Regions from separate parts of the Arachis hypogaea genome. Here region 1 is linked to region 2. Evidence: chromatin contacts called from public Hi-C data. All regions are on one chromosome and are shown on one strand. The core of a region is the stretch at or near the end of the contact, and the rest is flanking DNA. Distances in the headings are between cores, read along the strand shown. Region 1 holds the start of LOC112733060 (probable methyltransferase PMT26). Region 2 holds the start of LOC112733059.

Evidence for each region. A called contact is a pair of places that touch in the nucleus more often than the background predicts.
Region 1: a Hi-C map of leaf shows a contact between it and region 2, with 2.1 times the contacts expected there. The contact joins the promoter of LOC112733060 here to the promoter of LOC112733059 in region 2. A contact is called at or near these places in 2 of 8 Hi-C or Micro-C datasets (both in leaf).

The regions. Positions count from the first base shown.
Region 1 is chr13:122,437,888-122,444,811 of arahy.Tifrunner.gnm2.J5K5, forward strand. LOC112733060 (probable methyltransferase PMT26) reads left to right here and starts at 5,470. Exons shown (of 9, transcript XM_025781921.3): 1 at 5,470-5,841; 2 at 6,682-6,924. The coding sequence starts at 6,722.
Region 2 is chr13:122,285,583-122,291,732 of arahy.Tifrunner.gnm2.J5K5, forward strand. LOC112733059 reads right to left here and starts at 4,818. Exons shown (of 14, transcript XM_025781920.3): 1 at 4,435-4,818; 2 at 4,178-4,332; 3 at 3,846-3,937; 4 at 2,844-2,957; 5 at 2,037-2,367; 6 at 1,740-1,919; 7 at 1,521-1,601; 8 at 471-689; 9 at 186-328; 10 at 1-62. The coding sequence starts at 4,642.

The DNA.
Region 1 (6,924 bases), core at 4,220-6,719, 150 kb after region 2:
AGCAACAATTCACAAAATGTGAAAATTTTGTGCTATCGGTGCGAATTAAAAGGTCATTGGTCGCGTATATGTCATACCCCTGAGCATTTTGTCAAGTTATATCAAGACTCTATCAAGAGGAAAGGGCAAAAACAAGTGACCAATTTGACTATTTAAAGAGATGAAGTTAAAATTAACGGTGTTAAAACGAATCTGAAATCCACCAATAATATCTATGCAGATCTTGATAACTTCCTTAACTTTTGATTTTGGTGGCCCATGCAAGCATATTTTTTTTGGATGATGCAATTTTATTTTTAGAAGAATATTAATAAAAAATCTTTCATTTTAGATTTTTTTTTACTAATTTTTTTTATTTCCTTTCTCCCTTTGACGGTAATTTCAATTTTTTTAATTTCTTTTGAATTTTTTCATTAATGGTAATTTTTATTTTTCGTAATGAAGATATGAATATTTCTCACGCTTCACTCAAATTCAACAATGAAGAAGTATGTCTCGCTAACAATGCTTCAACACATACAATACTTAGAGATAAAAGACATTTTATCCCTCTTATTACAAAGAAAGCAAATGTAAGTACAATTATAGGTAATGCAAAAATGATTGAAGACTCCGGAAGAGCTACTATAGTGTTACCTAAAGGAATTAAGTTCTTCATAAATAATGCATTACTATCAATTAAGTCTCATAAGAACTTGCTATGTTTTAAAGATATCAGCCAAAATGGATACCATGTAGAAACTGCAAGAGAAGAAAACAACGAATATCTTTATATTACAACTATGAGATTAGGAGAAAAATGCGTGTTGAAAAAACTACCTGCTCTTTCTTCAGGTTTGGACTACACCACTATTAGCAATGTGGAATCACATGTCATAGTAAACCAGAAGTTTACAAATACAAATATTTATAATATGGCATGACTAGTTATGTCATTCGAGTTCAATTATGATGAGAAGAATCATCGAGAATTCATCTGGTCATCTTCTAAAAGAACATAAAATCCTCTAATTTAATGAATTCTCATGTGCTGCATGTTCTCAAGAAAAGTTAATTACAAGACCATCTCAAGAAAAAATTGGGATCAAATCACCATCTTTTCTGAAATGCATTCATGGTGATATATGTAGGTCCATTTACCCACCATGTGGACCATTTAAATATTTCATGGTTTTAATAGATGCATCTTCACGATGGTCCCACGTTTATTTACTATCAACTCGCAACATGGCGTTTGCGAGATTGTTAGCTGAAATAATTAAATTAAAAACTCATTTTCCAAAATATGTTATAAAGGCAATACACCTTGATAATTCTGGTGAATTTATGTCACAATCATTTAAAGATTATTGTGTGTCAACTGGAATTACTATAGAGGAGCTTGTTGCTCATGTATGCACTTAGAATGGCCTAGCAGAATCATTGATTAAACACTTTCAGTTAATAGCTAGACCATTACTTATGAGAACTAAACTACCCATTTCAGCATGGGACATGCTGTTTTGCATGCTGCAACACTTATATGCTTAAGACCAACAAGTTACCTAAAATTTTCTCCTTTACAACTGGCTTGCAGTCAGGAGTCAAATATTTCTCATCTTAGGATATTTGGATGTGCGGTCTATGTCCCAGTTACTCCACCACAACGCACAAAGATGGGACCCAAAAGAAGATTGGGGATATATGTTGATTATAAATCCCCATCAATTATAAAATATCTTGAACCCACGACAGATGATTTATTTAAGGCAAGATTTTCTGATTGTCACTTTGATGAAACAAATTTTCCAAAATTAGGGGGAGAAAATAAGCAGTTGAAAAAGAAAATTACCTGGAATACATTGTCGTTATTACATTTAGATCCTCGCACTAGACAATGTGAAATAGAAGTACAAAGGTTAATTCATATGCAAATTATAGTTGCAACATCCTCAAATCATGTAGAAATATTAGCAATTCATGAAGCAATTCAAGAATGTGTTTGTTTTAGGTCAATCGCCCAACATGTCCAAGATATGTGTGCTTACCTGTGAAGAAAATGCCAACAGTCATACACGAAGATAACTCTGCTCGCATACATCAACTAAAAGAAGGATGTATCAAAGGAGATAGAACAAAGCACATTTTACCAAAACTCTTCTACTCTCATAATCTTCAACAAAGTGGTGATATAGACGTTTAACAAATCCATTCCAATGATAATTTAGTAGATATGTTCACTAAAGTACTACCTACTTCAATATTTGAGAAGCTAGTATATAAGATAGGAATGCGCTGACTAAGAGATATCAAGTGATGTAATTATCAGGGGGAGTAATACGGGCTGTACTCATTTCTTTAACCATGGTTTTTATCCCACTTTGGGTTTTTTCTGGTAAGGTTTTTAACGAGGCAGCTACCTAACTTATTATAAGACAGTGTGCTCTTTTTCTTTCACTATATTTTTTTAGTAAGATTTTTTTATGAGGTACTAGTCTACTATTATTACTAGGGACATTTAAGGGGGAGTGTTATAAATATATTTATTGTGGATGCCCTAATAAGGCGTTGGGCCCTTGGCTAAGAGTTGGACCCTTGACTATAAATAGCCCCTCTCATATTCTCTAATGGACACAATCAATAATAGAGTTACCTATCATTCTCCCTATTCTCTCTCCTCCTTCCCTCAAACCCTAATCCTTATTTTCATAACGTGTAGTCTAATATATTTTTTTCTTCAAATCTTCATTCACGATCCATTTTAAATTAAGACGTAGTTCATAATTCATCCATTAAAATAAGGATAAACTACTATTTTTATACATAAAAATTTCAAACGCTGACAAATCTACCTATAAAATAACGAAATTGAAGTTGTACCATGAAAGATGGGTATTGTACGACAAAAAAATTTAAACTCTAAAAAGTTTCCCAGAAACTCCAAATTACCATTCTTTTAACCTTAATTTTTTATCCCCATTGCAAATACTATAAGCAACACAATTAATTTTCTAAAATTGTCAAAAATTAGAAAAAAAGGGGGGTGCTGGCAGGACTGGGAGCGGCCATCACTGTTGCCATCGAGCAAGAGAGAAAGAGTGAGAGAAAAGGCCGAAATAGAGATAGTGAAAGAAAACAACAAAACCGAGGAGAGGAAGGAAAGGATGTGTTGTCGCCGCCAAAGCTTCCCTCGAAGTCGCGGCTGTCAGAGCTGCCACTAGAGGAAGGAAGAGATGTATTGCCATCGTAGCTGGAGGCGTAGAGAATGAAGAGAGGGAGAGCTCAGGTTAGTCAGAGAGAAAGAGGAGAGTTGCAATGGAAGAGGAACCGTTCCGTCACTATCGCGTCTGCTGTCACCGTCGACGAAGTTCGCCGCTGGAGGCACTGTCCTCACTAATGGTAGTGGTCGTTGTCAAGGTGGATACAACAGAAACAGTAGTGATGTAAGTTGCATTTATGATAATAGCAATTACTGTGGTTTTGGGAATGGTGGCAGTGACTAGTATTTGGTTATGGTTCATAGTGATGCATAGATCTATCTAGCTTTTGACCTCTGAATTTAGTTGTTTGTTGGGAGGATGGTAATGGTAAAAAGAAGGAGGCGACGGGATGGTGGTTGGAGTGAAGGTGGTACTAGCAGTTGTGGTAGATGTGGATAAGAATTGGAAAAGAAGAATTTAGTGGTGAGGGATTAGGGATTAGGATGGATTAAGTTAGTCTAAGAAGGGTAATTTGAGATTTTTGGGTAGTTTTTAGAGTTTAGATAATTTTGTCATACGGAACCTATGTTTATTGGATACAACTTAAATTTCATTGTTTTGTGAGTAGATTTGTCAGCATTTAAAATTTTCGTGGACAGAGAAATCTTAGAATTTTAATATAGAGGAGTCGAATTTTAGACAAGTTTTTAATTATTTTTTATTATATTTTTTCATTCCATAAAAGGAATTTAAACATAATATATAGTTATTGAGTTAATTTTTTAAAAGGTTTATCACTATATATATTAAAAATTATAAATTTTTCCACAATTTTTTTAGAATGACAGTTATATAAAAGAAACATAACAATATCAATAGTATATTATAAAATTATAAAATATCAATAATTTATAACGTATTTAGTTAAAAAATTATTACATATCTTATTAATTAAAATTAATTCGTTTAAAATTTTTAAAAAATTTATAAACAAATTATAAACTATTAATTATATGAAAGACATAGCACCTTATAGAATATCTTTATAAAAGATTTTTTAACAACATAAATTAAAAAAAAGAGTTTTTTTAATAAGAAAAGAATATCTAAAATACACAATGTGATTATCAAAATATAACTACGTAAGTCATTATTAATATTTTATATAATAATATAAATGTTAAATATGTTAATATTAAAAAATAAATGATTTTTTTAAAAAATAGATATAGAGATAATTATAAAAATTTTTAACTATGCTACGTGTATACAAAAATCAGTCATTAAAGTCAGCCACTAGTATAAAATATATGTTAGAATATAAATATACATTGAAAATAAATTAAACCATAAATATAATGGTGACTGATTTTGATATACAAATAGCACTTTTGATAAAAACTAATTTAAAAAGTACAAAAGTTTGAGGGTATGATATTAAATTAGGTAAGTAAAAATATTAGTAAACTAAATAATTGAGAGATAAATCCATTACATAATAAAAAATAATACATATAAAACTACTAATTATATAATATTTTTTATTTCTTTAAACATATATCTCATATATATAAGTAAAGTTCCTTAAAATTAAGGGGAGCGAGATTACTACTCATCCTCCTCTAGATCCATTTCTGACATCGGTAGAAATAATAGTTTACTCTTAAAATAATATAAATCATTACAATATATATTAATGCAAATTATACATTATTAAATTATTAGTTAGAACTTTGTCAAATTTAAAGTTTTAAACTGATATTAGTGAGATCCAACTCTGCTTGTCGTGTCACAAATAATAACTTTGCTCTTTTACTTTCATTCACATGAGACACATTAACTCTCCAAACTTGATACGTAAATTCAGCAGCGGGAAACATTTCTCATTTCAGCACCATAAAATTTTCCTTAACATGTTCATTTATGGTTCTAGACTACTATGTTTACATGTCGAGGACGATCCAAGTATAGAAATTCTCATGCAAAGTGGAATATTTAAAAAAACAACTCTGAATGCAATTTTAACGGAGGAAGATACAATAATACACAAACAATTAATTAATCGTAGCATTAGTAAGAACTAAGAAAGGAAGAGGGAACGCCGAACGACCATGATAATTGATAAGGGTGTTAATTGGCTTATTTTGAGAGGTGATTTAGGCGGGGGATTATTATTACTGCTGCTTGCGTTTAGGGCGCACGTTAATCATTAATCAGCACCCGTTTCACCGCCTTTCATGTGGCCAACACTCTCCTATTCCTACTCGCTTCTGTTCTCTGTTTTTTCGTTGTAAATAAAACTACTTATTATTATTTTTTTTAAACCCATTTTTATTTTTTATATATTATATCACATGATCACATTTTAGTTTTGTTTGTTTTTATTTCAGTCCAAAAAATGAAAAAGAAGGACAAACGCAAAAGACATTGAATTGATAACTGATAGCAACCCAATTGGCTCCATCATTTTCCATCATATATTACACCCCACCCTCTTGCTTTTCTCCCCTTACACTCAAATCTCCCTCTTTCTTCCCCGTGAAAACCAGCACAACACAACGCCAACGCCAACGCCAACGCCATGGACATGGATACAAGATAACCACTCTAATCTTCTTCCTCCTCCTCCTTCTCAGATCTGCTCCATTCCGAATATCCATAGGTACTGCACTCCCTTCAATCTATTCTCCTTGTCATCCTTACATATCGTTCTCCCTTTTATTTCTTTCTTTATTATTCCTTTACACGTCGCTGTTTTGTGTTACCGATTCAATATCTATATAATTTATTGATTTTATTTTGCTTGTTCTCTCGTTTCTGAGCTCACTGTGGCGGTTTTCTTATATTTCGTTGTCATATTTCTTTGTGATTGCATTGTTCCGTGAAAGGGTGATTACGTTATCTTTTATCGTAGTTCTTTATTTTCTTTTTTCTTTCCGGTAGCGTAGATCTGAGTGAGTGTTCTTGATTACGCTTTGACTTTACGCTGTTGCTTGCTAATCTGTTCAATACGTTCGATATTTTTGTCAACCGCTTCAGCAATCCGCGGCAATCATTTAGTTTATGCATCTCTCTGTTTGACAGCTTCTATTGTTGAATTTCGCTCTTTATCGTTCAAGATTGGCATTTCCGTTCGTGGAACTTTCTGATCCGGTTGTTCTTGGTTTTTGTGAATTGATTAGATCTCCTACTGTGTTCAATATTTGTGTTCGTTCTTTCATAACTTGAAAAATGTTAATGTAATGAAAAGAGGAAATTGAAATCATCACTAATCTATGGCAATGGCTAAACCTCCAATTCGATTTGACTTAAAGATTTGTTAGCATCCTGTAATTTGATTTTTCTTAATAGTTATTGTCACATGGAATTTCCGTGTAACTGTATGTGTTTCGTTAGATTTATTTATATTTGAGTTGTGTAGATGTGGGCGACTGAGTTCTGCCATTACTAATCAGATTATGAGCATGGTTGGTGTTTAATTCTGGTTTTATTTCTTGACCAGGTTTAAACTATCCGTGTGAATTGTTGGACCCTGCTAAAACATGGCTCAAGCAAGATATACTAGAATAGACAATAATAAAAAGTCATCGTCCAGTTTCTGCTCGACAGTGACAATTGTTGTGTTTGTGGCTCTATGTCTGGTTGGGGTATGGATGATGACATCCTCCTCTGTAGTTCCTGCACAAAATGCCGATGTTACACAGGACAACAAGACCGATGCTGCTCAGGACAGCACGATTGACAT
Region 2 (6,150 bases), core at 3,568-6,067:
CCAAGGGGGTGAGACGGCTATCAGCATTATCAGATCTCAAGAGTAACCGATGCTCTGAGCGGCTAACATGAAATAAATAAGGTGTAATTGTCAAAAAAAAAAGGGGGATAAAATGTAATTGTTAAAAAATGAGAGACTGAATGAAACAGCATGCTTGTGTACATGAGCTGAAATGTTTAATGTACCTTGTTAACATGCGATAAGGTTCTCGCAGATCCTTGGTAACTAGGTCATCAATTAATGTTCCTATATAGCTGCTCTCTCTTTCAAGGACAATGAGTTGCTTACCATCAGCATATCTAGCCGCATTGATGCCAGAAATTATGCCCTAAAGTGAGAAGATGGTAAATTGTTAGCATAAAAAACCTAAATAGCCAAGAAGATTTTAACGAAATCCTCTTGCCTAATTTGCAATAAGCACAAAGACAAAACATTAGATATATATGCACAGATAAACTTTAAGGGAATACCTGTGCTGCAGCTTCCTCATAGCCAGTAGTTCCATTTATCTGACCAGAGAAGAATAATCCTTGTATTTTCTTTGTCATAAGAGACCTAGCACATTGATGAGCAGGTAAATAATCATACTCTACAGCATATGCAGGCCTCAACATTGAACAGTTCTCAAGTCCAGGCAAAGTTCTGAGCAAAGGTAGTTGTAATCTCTCTGGCAAACCTGTTGAGAACCCCTAAAAGATTTATTATAAAAGAGAACAGAAAGGTTAATAGCATGAATATCAACATTGTAAGTAAGTTTTACGGTTTAGTTGACTACTACAAGTTCACAATTTAGAAAGCCCAACTCATGAAAAAAGCTAAAAGCTTTAAACATAACGATCATGTAGACATTATGCTCAAAAAGAGCAAATTAAAAATCACAAACCAACATTAGCAACAAAGCCTTATCCAAGATTCCAAAGACACAGTGCACTAAATATCCCTGCTATAAATAGAAATGCCAGCAGAATAAAAGGATATAAACCAAGATCATCTCCCTCACCAAAAAACTTCCCTAACCAGAAAAAAGCAACAAAAGACCATATACTTAATCACATAATTGTAATTTCCAACTCATCCAACTTCAGACATTATCCTTTGTTAAAAGAAAAAGTTCTTCCATCAATCTGCAACTCAAATCCATAACACATCCTTGTTTTATTAGACAAGACAATAGAATCCCATATTCATCCTTTTTCATATGTTGGTTTTATACAGTTGGTAAGGCTTCAAAACATGTAATAGTCATATTTATTATAAACAAGGATACCAGAAATTCAGATCATGCCCACACATTAGAGGGATGCTTCCACCAGTCCAGACTACTACAACACAAAAGCATCACTATCCCCTAACAGTGGTAAACCAGGTAAATACATTTGTTATAATTACTTTTGCAACTTATTTTTTGTTTCATTGCCAAAACTACATCAGTTTAATATTTAATTCATTAATCTTTGCCACACACTATTTTACTCAAATATCTTTCAGAATACAAATAAGAAAATAAATATCCATCTTACCTGCACATAGAGCTCAGGCACACTGCGACCCTCTGGTTCAAGAAATATTTGATGAGACTCTTTATCTTGGAACCTTACAATCTAGAGATGAACGATATATTAAATCAGAATATAATATGGAACGCATATTTAAACATCGCTAACTCTGTAAATATAATACTGGTATAAGGAAAACAAGTTAATAACTGTTTTTTAGCAACTAGTATTGTTGAAACATACCTTATCTTCAATGGAAGGACAATATCTTGGTCCTTTAGCTTCAACCCATCCTCCATAAGTTGGTGTTTCATGTAAGTTATCTCTTATTATCTGGTGAGTTCTACCTGTAGTACGGGTTAGGTAGCAGCACATCTGTTCTCTTTCAATATGGACATCAGGATCAAAACTAAACCAGCTGACCTGCCAATTATGAACATAAACTGAGGTTTTCTTTTTCTTTTTAATTGCAGAGGAAACACTTGATTTGACCCAAAACTTCAATCTAATGAACATAAATATAGGATTAAATGGATAAACCTCTTTGTCTCCATGCTGAGGCTCTAAACCTGAGAAATCTACAGTACGAATGTCCACTCGGGCAGGGGTTCCGGTTTTCAGCCGATCAGTTTCAAAACCAAGACGCTGTAAGTTCTCAGTTAATCCATGAGAAGCAGACTCGCCAGCTCTTCCTGCAGGCATGGAAGTTCTACCAACCCAGATTTTGCCACTCATAAAAGTTCCTGTTGTGAGAACAACAGATGGAGCATAGAATTTCATCCCAAAAAATGTACAAACACCTTCCACATTATCATTTTTCCCAAGTAATATATCTGTGACCATAGCCTCTCTGATTGAAAGGTTTGGTGTGCTGCAAAAGATACAGTAAAGACAAATCAGCTAGGAAGTAACTTAAAAATAGCATTTGCATAGAGCAGGTAAAAGAAAACACAACTGGCTACTGGAGTTGGAAAGCATCACCATGTAGAACCCTTACATGTCTTGTCCTTATTATTGTTGTTATCTTCATACTTGATTATAAAATTATAAAAACGGACGATTGATAGAGCTAGAGAAATGTTGCTACTAATAATTATAATTTTCAAATGATATGTAACCGGCTATGCATAGATTTATTTTTAAAGCATTATAACTAAGATAATTATATTTTTTGAAAAAGGAAAATCCAACGTTAGAACTTTACTTAAAATTTTTAACCCTTTGAAACTTTGGTTCATGCTCTACCACTGATTGACTGTCATTAAACACAGGCAAAAGCAGTGTGGAAAAATGGATACAGGAAATGACAGACTACACAGAAAATAAAATATATGGATGTGAACTTACCTTTCTACTACACTTTTCATTTGCATGGCATATTCCCTTTTATCAGTTTGAGCACGTAATGCACGAACTGCAGGTCCTCTGGATACATTAAGCACCCGCTTCTGCAAGTAACATCTGAACACAAGCAAATATGTGTATGAGCGAAGAAAACCCCAACTCTTCAAACTAGAATATATGCAAATGAAATTTACTATAAAACCATCACTGAGAGATAAAAGATAGCAGAGTTACTCATAAAGCAAAAGTAAATATCTTATATACTAATATATAAAAAACAGAAAAAGGAAGCATCAACTAGAAGTGAAAGAAACAAACTATATCTACTAACTTCTAATCTTATATATAGTGGTCACTGAAGAAAGAGGTACAATCTTGTGAATTTTCAGCAGATTATTAGAATGACACAAGGATCTACAAGTAAAGCACAAAGATAATACAAGATTCAAACTGAGTAATGCTCTCCTTATGGACCAAACTACTCCACCCTATTTAAAGCAATGAAGATGTCAACACTCTTACCTCTAAGCTCATATAACTTCAAAATCAGATAGGTAAGAGAATTTTGCAACTTCCCAGCAGACTCGGCAACTTATCATTGCCACTTTTTCATTATCTTTATATTATGTCCTATCATCCTTTCATTATGACCTACAATGGTGGAATGCAGAACTTTAACAATCTTATTAAAAGATCAGGATTTCGGATTTGGAAAATTGGGTTCTTATCATATCATATGCTAAAAAAGTAAATATTTTAGCAATGCAGTTGGGAAATCTTCACCTAATCTTTGTCCAGTATAAATAATAATACTTAATGGACCAACCCTCACTGAAATAACCAAAAGAAAAATGGCAGCTAATGTCTAAAGGAATCCCAGAAAGGAAATGAGGCAAGTAAAGCCAGGTACCATCTAATGATCATGACAATCTACATTCACAATATCGAGGGAATTAAAGTATGGTAAAGAACTAGAAATGAACTTTTACAAGTCTCACACTTTACCTGTCAGCAATCTTCCCTATTTCACCACCTAGCGCATCCACTTCGTGAACCAATTGAGACTTCGCAGGTCCACCAACAGCTGGATTGCAAGGCTGCAGCAAACTCAGCTCAGTTAGCAACTCGTCAAATCTTGGCATAGAGCCAGAAGCACACATCATACACCATGCGCTTAACCAAATACACACAATACGCATAAGGTACAGCAAGTCAAAAGGCGAAGTTGTACCAGTTGAATTAAGTACATTGCAACATGAATATGTTAACAACTATAACATTGATTACAGATTAATTATTGATTGAAGCTAAGACAATATTAATAGTGGAAAGTAAACCTGCCAGGCAATACGGTCAATGTTGAGAGTAAGAAGAAGAGTTCTTGCACCCAAACGCGCAGAGGCAAGTGCGGCTTCACAACCTGCGTGCCCTCCTCCAACCACAATCACATCATATTTTTCATCAGCTGTTCCAATTCCATCGTAATTCGCCTCTGCAAATTCCTCAAACAACCAAACACACCGAATTTTCAATAGCATTGACACCAAAGAAGCACCAAATTTGGGGGAAAAGAAGAAGAAACAGTGGTATGTACCTCCGGAAGTGGAAGCAGCTGCGACAGCTGAGAAGCGCCGGAAGAAAGCGGGGACAGAGGAGGAGTTTGGGCGGCGTAATTTGTGGTGGAACGTGACGTGGTGAGGGTTCAGAAGAGTGTCAGAAGAAGGGGACGTAGAGAATAGTTTTTTGGAGAAGCTTTGGCCAAAACGACAGAGATGGAGGGTGAACAGCGTCGTCGTTGCCATTACAGATAGTATGGTTATGGCATTGGCTTCCCGATTATAGTTTCTTCAAAACGGTTTGGTAACTTTGGTCGTCGTGCTCCTTCAATGCCGTTTCATCGTTATCCGGTGTTGCTGCAGCTGCCTCATCGAACCTCATCCCATTCTAGCGAAGCCGATCAACATTGTGGGCCAAGCCCAAACTTCTTATTGGGCTTCCAACAAAAGGTTTTGTAAAAATATGAAACAAGTAGTTCCTACTTCCTAGGTTAGTGTGTGAGTGTGCATGTATGAACAAAAAAGAAAAAAAAAACACTGAGGCACTTTCCATGATTAAAAAAGAAAATTCAAGTAACCAAGTTAGGTTGGTCTAGTGATTAGCTCACTAGTTCACTTAAGCAAATGTCGATTCGAATCAACCATTATAAGGGGTGGTTATGTCTGTGGAGGACACTCCCGTTCTCACGAACCACAAGGTGAGCCTGGAGAGGACCCATGAAGATAGCTAAGAAGGTAAGGAAAACAGGGGAGGGGCAAGGCTTCTCAGAAAAGAAGGAGGAGCTGTGAATGAAGGAGTAACCAGAAGAACTTTCAGTGAAAAGATGGAGGAGGATGGAAGAGCAACAACAAAAGATAAATGAGGCTGCTATGAAGAACCTTAGACATCCATGGTGAGACACGCTTTAATCTTTTAGCTGATGGGAAGGAATATTTTTCTACCAATTCTAACTAGAAGGCTAGAGAGCACGTGGGAGAAACAAGAAAGCATTTCATGGTCAAGTTCTACTCCCAAAAGGATCTTGCTTACGTTCTGGCAGAGGGGTCATGAAAGATTTTTTACCATTATCTCTCAATCCGGTTCTGGAAGCCAAAATTCAACCCCATGGAGGCAACTATAGATATGGTGGCAGCTTGGGTAAGGCTCCCCATATTATCAATTGAATACTATGAGAAGGAGATACTGGAAAGGATTGGAATGTTGTAAGAAGAACGCTCAAGATGGACTCTAACACAGTTGATAAATGCAGAGAAAAAGTTTGCATGGTTGTGTGTAGAGCTAGATCTTATAGAACCTTTTATTTCTAAATATTCTATCAATGGAGTAAGATACCTAGTGGAGTATGAAGGGCTATATGCATCTGTTTTGAGTGTGGTAGAGTCGGCCATGAGAAGGATAAGTGCCCAGCAAAGATAATGGTGGAAAAGGAGAAAGGGGGTGAAGCAGCGGTAGGGGCTCGAACGGTCAAGGGAGAGGAGGAGAAGATGAACAATAAAGACGAAGTGCGCAAAAAGACAAAGAGGTCATTAATGGAAATAAGGAGGGTAAATTAGGAAAAGAAAATTCACAAGATCACTTTGGATTGTGGATGGTGATACAACGACAGCCATGTGGCAAGAGAACAAAAGGAGGTGATGCAGCAGGGAGTAATGGGGTGAAAGGCATGAATGGGAAGAGTTGGAAAAAGAATACAGAGAACGTGGATGATACGAGGTTTGCAGCTTTATCTGTGGAGGACATAAATGCTAACGAA